Regions from separate parts of the Ovis aries genome. Here region 1 is linked to region 2. The links are chromatin contacts, called in public Hi-C maps. All regions are on one chromosome and are shown on one strand. The core of a region is the stretch at or near the end of the contact, and the rest is flanking DNA. Distances in the headings are between cores, read along the strand shown. Region 1 holds the start of LOC114115646 (serine/threonine-protein kinase TAO3). Region 2 overlaps CDC7 (cell division cycle 7).

The links. Hi-C and Micro-C count contacts between places; a contact is called where the count stands out from the background.
Region 1: a Hi-C map of blood shows a contact between it and region 2, with 6 times the contacts expected there. The contact joins the promoter of LOC114115646 here to the enhancer-like site in region 2. A contact is called at or near these places in 8 of 16 Hi-C or Micro-C datasets (blood, hypothalamus, liver and 3 more).

What each region holds. Positions count from the first base shown.
Region 1 is chr1:69,196,276-69,200,240 of ARS-UI_Ramb_v3.0, forward strand. LOC114115646 (serine/threonine-protein kinase TAO3) reads left to right here and starts at 1,562. Exons shown (of 2, transcript XM_027972031.3): 1 at 1,562-1,726; 2 at 1,938-3,965. The coding sequence starts at 2,140.
Region 2 is chr1:68,817,443-68,821,268 of ARS-UI_Ramb_v3.0, forward strand. CDC7 (cell division cycle 7) reads left to right here. Exons shown (of 13, transcript XM_042250927.2): 13 at 1-1,336. Among named protein-coding and RNA genes, the nearest start is that of CDC7, 27 kb to the left of the region's middle. Within about 2 kb of position 2,554, at least 4 of the 54 cell types and tissues checked have an H3K27ac peak or open chromatin away from gene starts, as enhancers often do.

The DNA.
Region 1 (3,965 bases), core at 312-2,811, 380 kb after region 2:
ATGCTGACAATGAGTTTATACCTTCCCTCTTGACCCTTCCTCTGAGCTCCAGCCTCCTCCATCCATCCACCTACGTACTGACCTTTCTCTGCTTGGACATCTTGCAAGCATTTCAAATTTAACACATCCAAATTAGAACTTTTTTGATCCTATGATAATTCTATTTTTAATTGAGGAGATACCATATTGTTTCCATAGTAGCTGCACCAACTCTACATTCCCATCAACAGTGCACAGGGTCCCAATTTTCTACATCTTTGCCAAACTAGCTAATTTTTCTTTTCTTTTTTTTCTTAATTTAAATTGAAGTATAGTTGATTTACAAAGTTGTGTTAGTTTCGGGTGTATAGGAAAGTGATTCAGTTGTATATACATATATTCTTTTTCAGATACTTTTCCACTATAGGTTATTATGAGATATTGAATATGGTTTCCTGTACTATACCTTGTTGAAAGACGTTGTTTATCTGTTTTGCCAAATTAGAACTTTTGATGCCCCTCGAACAACCTGCAAGCCCATACTTCCTCAACTCAGTAAATGACATCAAACACCCAGAAACCTGAGGGTCATCCTGGATGCCTCCCTTTCTGTATTAGTTTCCTGTGACTGTCTTAATAAATTGCCACAAACTTGATGGCTTAAAACAACAAACTTAGTTTTTTACTACCCTAGTGGCCAGAAATCTGAAAACAAGGTGTCAACAGAGCTGCTCTCCCTCTGGAGGCTCCAGCAAGAATCCTTCCTTGCCTGGTCCAGCATCTTGTGGTTCCAGACATTCCTAGTGGCAGCATCACTCCAGTCTCTGTGACTGTCTTCACATCTCCTTCTCCTCTTTTTTCTGTGTTTATTATAAAATCACTTGTCATTGGATTTAGGGCCCATGCAGATAATCCAGGATGTTAGCATTTGGAGATCCTTAATTACATCTGCAAAGATCTTTTTTTCCTAAATAAAGTCACAATCTCAGGCTCCAGAGATTAAACAAACTGTGAAAAATTCTTCCAAGAGATGGGAATACCAGGCCACATGATCTGTCTCCTGAGAAATCTGTTTGCAGGTTAAGAAGCAACAGTTAGGACTGGACATGGAACAATGGACTGGTTCAAATTGGGAAAGGAGTACATCAGGGCTGTATATTGTCATCCTGCTTATTTAACTTATATGCAGAGTACATCATGCAAAATGTCAGATTGGATGAAGCACAAGCTGGAATCAAGATGGCTGGGGCAAATATCAATAACCTCAGATATGCAAATAACACCACCCTTACGGCAGAAACCAAAGAGGAACTAAAGAGCCTCTTGATGAAAGTGAAAGAGGAGAGTGAAAAAGCTGGTTTAAAACTCAACATTCAAAAAACAAAGATCATGGCATCCAGTCCCATCACTTTATGCCAAATAGATGGGAAACAATGGAAACAGTGAGAGACTCATTTTCTTGGCTCCAAAAATCACTGCAGATGGTGACCGCAGCCATGAAATTAAAAGACACTTGCTTCTTGGAAGAAAAGCTATGACCAACCTGGACAGCATATTAAAAAGTAGAGACAGCACCCCTGGCAGGAGCCGCACCTCGGACAGCAGCAGCGGCTGCCGCGGGAGGGTCCGTGAGGCGCCCGGTGGCGACGGCGGCATTGGGGTCTTGCGCGCGAGAGTGGGACCCGACGCGGAGACCGCAGGCGGACGCTCTGCGCTGCTGGACCGGACACTCAGTGACTGGACCCAGGTATTCACCGGGGAACAAGCGGCAGAAGAGCGACTCGGGAGCAAGTGTGAGAGAGGAAGCGGCGGCGGCGACGCGGGGCCCGGGGTGGTGACAGCAGGTCTGAGATGGTGGCTGCAGCCATGAAATCAGAAGACCATTGCTTCATGGCAGGAAAGTGATGACAAACCTAGACAGTGTGCTGGAAAGGAGAGACATTACTCTGCCAACAAAGGTGCACCATAAATACAAAAGACTGAAGTTATAAAAGAGAAAAAAAAAGATTGCTGCTATAATGACTCTGAACAATACAGTATATTTTGTCCCATATATGAAAAGGTACTGAAATTTTACACCCTCCCCCCTCAAATATTTGTCAATGAGAGAGAAAGCTGATTGGGATTTCAAAAGCAAAGTGTTTGCACATATTGGTCATCATGCGGAAAGGCGTGCCACGAGACCCAGAGATTGCTGATCTGTTCTATAAAGATGATCCTGAAGAACTTTTTATTGGTTTACATGAAATTGGACATGGAAGTTTTGGAGCAGTTTATTTTGCCACAAATGCTCACACCAATGAGGTGGTGGCGATTAAGAAAATGTCCTATAGTGGGAAGCAGGCACATGAGAAATGGCAAGATATTCTTAAGGAAGTCAAATTTCTACAACAATTGAGACATCCTAATACCATTGAATACAAAGGTTGCTACTTGAAAGAGCACACTGCTTGGTTGGTGATGGAATATTGCTTAGGCTCAGCCTCTGATTTGTTAGAAGTTCATAAGAAACCACTTCAGGAAGTGGAGATCGCTGCCATTACTCACGGTGCCTTGCAGGGGCTAGCCTACCTGCATTCTCATGCATTGATTCATAGGGATATTAAAGCAGGAAACATTCTTCTAACAGAGCCAGGTCAGGTGAAACTAGCGGATTTTGGATCTGCCTCAATGGCTTCTCCTGCCAATTCCTTCGTGGGCACACCTTACTGGATGGCTCCAGAGGTGATCTTAGCTATGGATGAAGGACAGTATGATGGGAAAGTTGATATTTGGTCACTTGGGATCACCTGCATTGAAATGGCGGAACGGAAGCCCCCTCTTTTCAACATGAATGCCATGAGTGCCTTATATCACATTGCCCAGAATGACTCCCCCACGTTACAGTCTAATGAATGGACAGATCCCTTCAGGAGATTTGTTGATTACTGCTTGCAGAAAATGCCTCAGGAAAGGCCAACATCAGCGGAACTGTTACAGCATGACTTCGTTCGACGAGACCGTCCACTTCGTGTCCTTATTGACCTTATACAGAGGACAAAAGATGCTGTTCGTGAGCTAGATAACCTACAATACCGGAAAATGAAAAAAATCCTTTTCCAAGAGACACGAAATGGACCCTTGAATGAGTCACAGGAAGATGAAGAAGACAGTGAACATGGAACCAGCCTGAGCAGGGAATTGGACAGCCTGGGCAGCAACCATTCCATCCCCAGCATGTCTGTGAGTACAGGCAGCCAGGGCAGCAGCGTGAACAGCATGCAAGAGGTCATGGACGATAGCAGCTCTGAACTTGTCATGATGCATGATGATGAAAGCCCAGTAAATTCCACTTCCTCTGTTGTGTACAAGAAAGATCATGTATTCATAAGGGATGAGGCGGGCCACGGCGATCCCAGGCCTGAGCCGCGGCCTACCCAGTCAGTTCAGAGCCAGGCCCTCCACTACCGGAACAGAGAGCGCTTTGCCACGATCAAATCAGCATCTTTGGTTACACGACAGATCCATGAGCATGAGCAGGAGAACGAGTTGCGGGAACAGATGTCAGGTTATAAGCGGATGCGGCGCCAGCACCAGAAGCAGCTGATCGCCCTGGAGAACAAGTTGAAGGCTGAGATGGACGAGCACCGCCTCAAGCTACAGAAAGAGGTGGAGACACATGCCAACAACTCGTCCATCGAGCTGGAGAAGCTGGCCAAGAAGCAAGTGGCTATCATAGAAAAGGAGGCAAAGGTAGCTGCAGCAGATGAAAAGAAGTTCCAGCAACAGATCTTGGCCCAGCAAAAGAAAGACTTGACAACTTTCTTAGAAAGTCAGAAGAAGCAGTATAAGATTTGTAAGGAAAAAATAAAAGAGGAGATGAATGAGGACCATAGCACACCCAAGAAGGAAAAGCAGGAGCGGATATCTAAGCATAAAGAGAACTTGCAGCACACACAGGCTGAAGAGGAAGCCCACCTTCTCACTCAGCAGAGACTGTACTATGA
Region 2 (3,826 bases), core at 1,304-3,803:
AAAGAGTTACTTGTAATAGCCATAAATTCTTGATTAGAGACCAGGTCAGGGTGAATTAATTTATTTAATATTTGCTCTCCTAGGAGATTCTAAAATACAGATTAAGATGACTTAAGTTCCCTAGGATAGTTCTTGGACTGACAAAATGATCTTTTTAGATCTACCCAGGAAGAATCAGATCTTTCATTTACCTAATTGTTTGTCACTGCCATCTGCAGAAATATGAACAGTTTTAGCCTGGTACATAGGGCTTCAAGGTATGAGTCTTGAAATTGAGGGTTGTGACAGGGATTAAAGACTTCAGTGAGTCAAAAACCTTCAAGTTTTCTGTTTTTTTTTTTGAGCTATATGTATTTCTGGAAAACTCAACCCGATGCTGGTCCTCTAATTATTCTGGAGGTAGAGAAGATAATTTCCTTTTTTAGAGGCATGGATTATACCTTTTATGAACACTAAAACAATGAGAAAATATTGGGATATTACTTAAAATTGAGTTTTATTTATTCATTTTTTAATACTTTTTTTGTGTGAATTGCCATGTTTTTCTTAATGGTTTCTCTCTTGATTTTTCTGCCTTCTCTACCCACATCTAAAACACATTCTCCTTGGAAATTTTGTGGTGCTTTCCAAGGCTTCTGGGTACTTTGTTAAATACCGCCTGTGTTCATAGTTGGAAAGTTAAAATAATGTGTTGATAAAGGGAAGCTGTGGGACCAAGGTAAAGATTCAGAGTTCAAAATGCTTTTCTTTTTCTCTGAATATATATGGTTTTTGCATTTTGTCATAGATATAATTAGGTAGCTGCTAAAAGGAGAGTGAACACAGAATTGACAGTGTTATTGGAGATTCCTCCTCTGCCTAGAGCCATTCAGATCTCTCTATCCTATTTTGAGTAAGTCGGTCCTGGTCAGAGGAAGACGCTTCCTAGAGTCTTTGGTGCATTGGAAAGAGTGCTAAATGAAGTAGGCAAAGTAGAAAAAGAACTAAGATAGAGGTTTATGTATTGTGACATAAAAAATTACATATATATATATATATCAATGACAACATGTCAGATTTACTAAGGGAATTGAGTCTAGGGGTGTAGGTCTGCTGAGAAGTTTCCCACTTGGTAGTCACAGAGTATAATACAACTTAGGGGGATTTAACATTCATTTTGTTGTTTTGAGCATTGAAGTTAGTTTGCCATAATCCATATTCCATTTGGCAAGTATTATACTTGTATACCATGGTTATTGATCTGCTGTCTTCTAATGCTATAGTTTTTTCTCTTAAAAAAAAAAAAAAGAATGTTCTTGAATTTGTATGTTTAATAAAGTCATCCTCGTATTTTTTATGTCAGTGTCAGAAACTACTCATTTGAAAAATGCATTTTTTAAAAAAATAGTATTGACCACTAGGTACATTTTCCTTCTGGCATTAATGAGTTCTCTCTCAAAGAAATAATAGGTAATAGATTAGCAGATGTAGACCTGACTCGAGTAATTTATGAAAGATAGATAATTTTTTATAGAAATGTGGGTTCACAATCAACATGTTCTCAGAAAATTAACAGGAAGAAAAATTTACTAAAAATGCAAGTAAGGAGACATTCTCTAGAAAGTTTAATATTCAGGGTTATTGTTTCAACTTTCCATTAATGTCTTTTGAATAGAAAAGTTGAAACATTCGACTTTTAAGAATAGAATTTGGTGGTTATGCAAGGGAAGGAAAAGGGAGCTAGTCTTCCGAAAGATATGCAGTGTTACAAATTAGTTCTCAGGGAATTTCAATCCAACTAGATAATGTTGCCTCAATTTTGGCTGTTTTGTGGATAAAGATTAGCAAAGAGCTTCTCATATTCTTCAGGTTTTTCAGCCTTCTGAAGACTATTTTATAAACTCAGACATCTCCCTAAAAGATATTAGACAGAATAGTCATTTCTAGGGAAGGACTGAGAAGATAACTAGTTAATGCCATTTCCTATTATTTTGTAAGTTCCCAGAATATTCAGCTATTTTTCATTGTCAGCTTTTTAAAATTCTTATTGCTCAGACTCTTGAGATAAAGCTGTTATGGGTATTTTCATCTAATAAGCCATAGACATCTAGAACTATTAATGTAACAAGCTACAAGTATTGGTTTTCGAAACAGGCTGCAGCTCTCCAGCATTTTTAATGAAACTTTTCCTTATAAGGAGATGCTTATGGTTGTCTTAATGACCTAAATGAAAATGTGGCTCAAGAATGGTTATTCCAAAGAATTAAACTTAGTTTATTTCAAAATCAGAACAAAAGTCATCAAGTAATGTTGTTAATCTGTTTCTGGCATCAGCATTTTAGCAACAAAATGGTGTTACAGATGTCAGAATATTGATTGCATGAAATCTTGAAACCCACAAAACTCGTAGGCTTAGGTTTTAGTAATTTCTGCTGTTTATGTAATTTCAGCCCTTCGCGTCACCGAAAAGTTATTTATCTTAAGAAACTGTGGCCAAATTTGGCGGGTAATGCTGTCTGCCAGTGTCTGCAGATGGATTGTTTCCGCCTACAACTGTGCGTGCTGTCTGTGGTCTTTAAAGAACACTATCTAACACCAGGAAGAAATGTCAGTTGTCTGTTCAGATTTTTTTCCTATATTCTTAGAACTGATGTTGCCGTTTCCTAATTTTGTCAAATTGTGTGTTTGAACTATCTTCCTTTCTTGAAAGGTGGGTATTATCACCCATGTACTAACTAGGTAAGTAATCAGAAGTAGTTAATACTGTGTCAAATTACAGCAAGAGTTTCAGCAAAGTAACCACAAAGGTCAGTGCTAAGGCAAGTATATAGTAAATAGTGACATTTTAGAGATCTGAAGTGAAAAGCCATGATCTTTGAAATGCAGTTTCAAGTTGGGTGAGAAAATTACAAAAGTGAAGTTCTGAACAAAGTAACTGCAAAATAGTTTGTGCTTAAACTGACCTGCTAATTTTTTTTCCTCAATAGAGGAAAATGAACTAAAAGAATAGAATTTTCCCAGATCTCTGTTTTGAGTACTTTAAAAAACTATCAAGGTATGTAAAAGAATTCAAAAGGATGAGCATAAAAATTTATTTGGAGAGTGTGTACAAAACTTTTATAAGGCAAGAGAGATGACTACAAAATGGACATAAATGGTTTATTTTTTAAATTTTTTTCATTGTGCTAGGGCTTATAGGATCTTAGTTCCCTGACCAAGGAAGTGCTGAGTCCTCGCCACTAGACCTTTCAGGGGATACCCAAAATGTGAATGGCTTAGGATCCTGATGCACCATGAGCAAAATGCTCTTTTAAATTGAATGCATATGATGCTGTCCTATCCCTTAGGCAGATTCCATCTTGTACCCTACTGAAGCAATTCTTTGAGGAAGGTAAGGATTTAGCACTAGAAAATTAAATCCTATCTTATGAAGGGATATCAAGGATAAAATAGCTTCTAGAATCATCTCTAGTACTTGATTTAGAGAAGGCCAAAGTCACTCTCTAGCAGGAACCAAGAAGATGAATCAAGGGATGGGCTTCTGACATCCTGAAATCAGAACAGTAACTGTCAGCTGCAAGGGTGAGTGGCACACATCAGAAAGTGAAAGAGCCATCTGACAGTTCTTCCTGATCAGAACTTTTGCTTACGTTTCTTATCTATGTTCTATTCATGGTGTGTTTTTTTAATCTGTGCTTAATCATGTATTCACCCTTAGTATAAATTCCTTCTGTAACTTCTCTGAAGACTAGCATATGATCTAGAAATGACTCCAACTAGGACAAGACTAAGACAGTAAATCAGAAACAGATGTATGGCTCTGTAGCCTCACATTGTTATTTCAGCT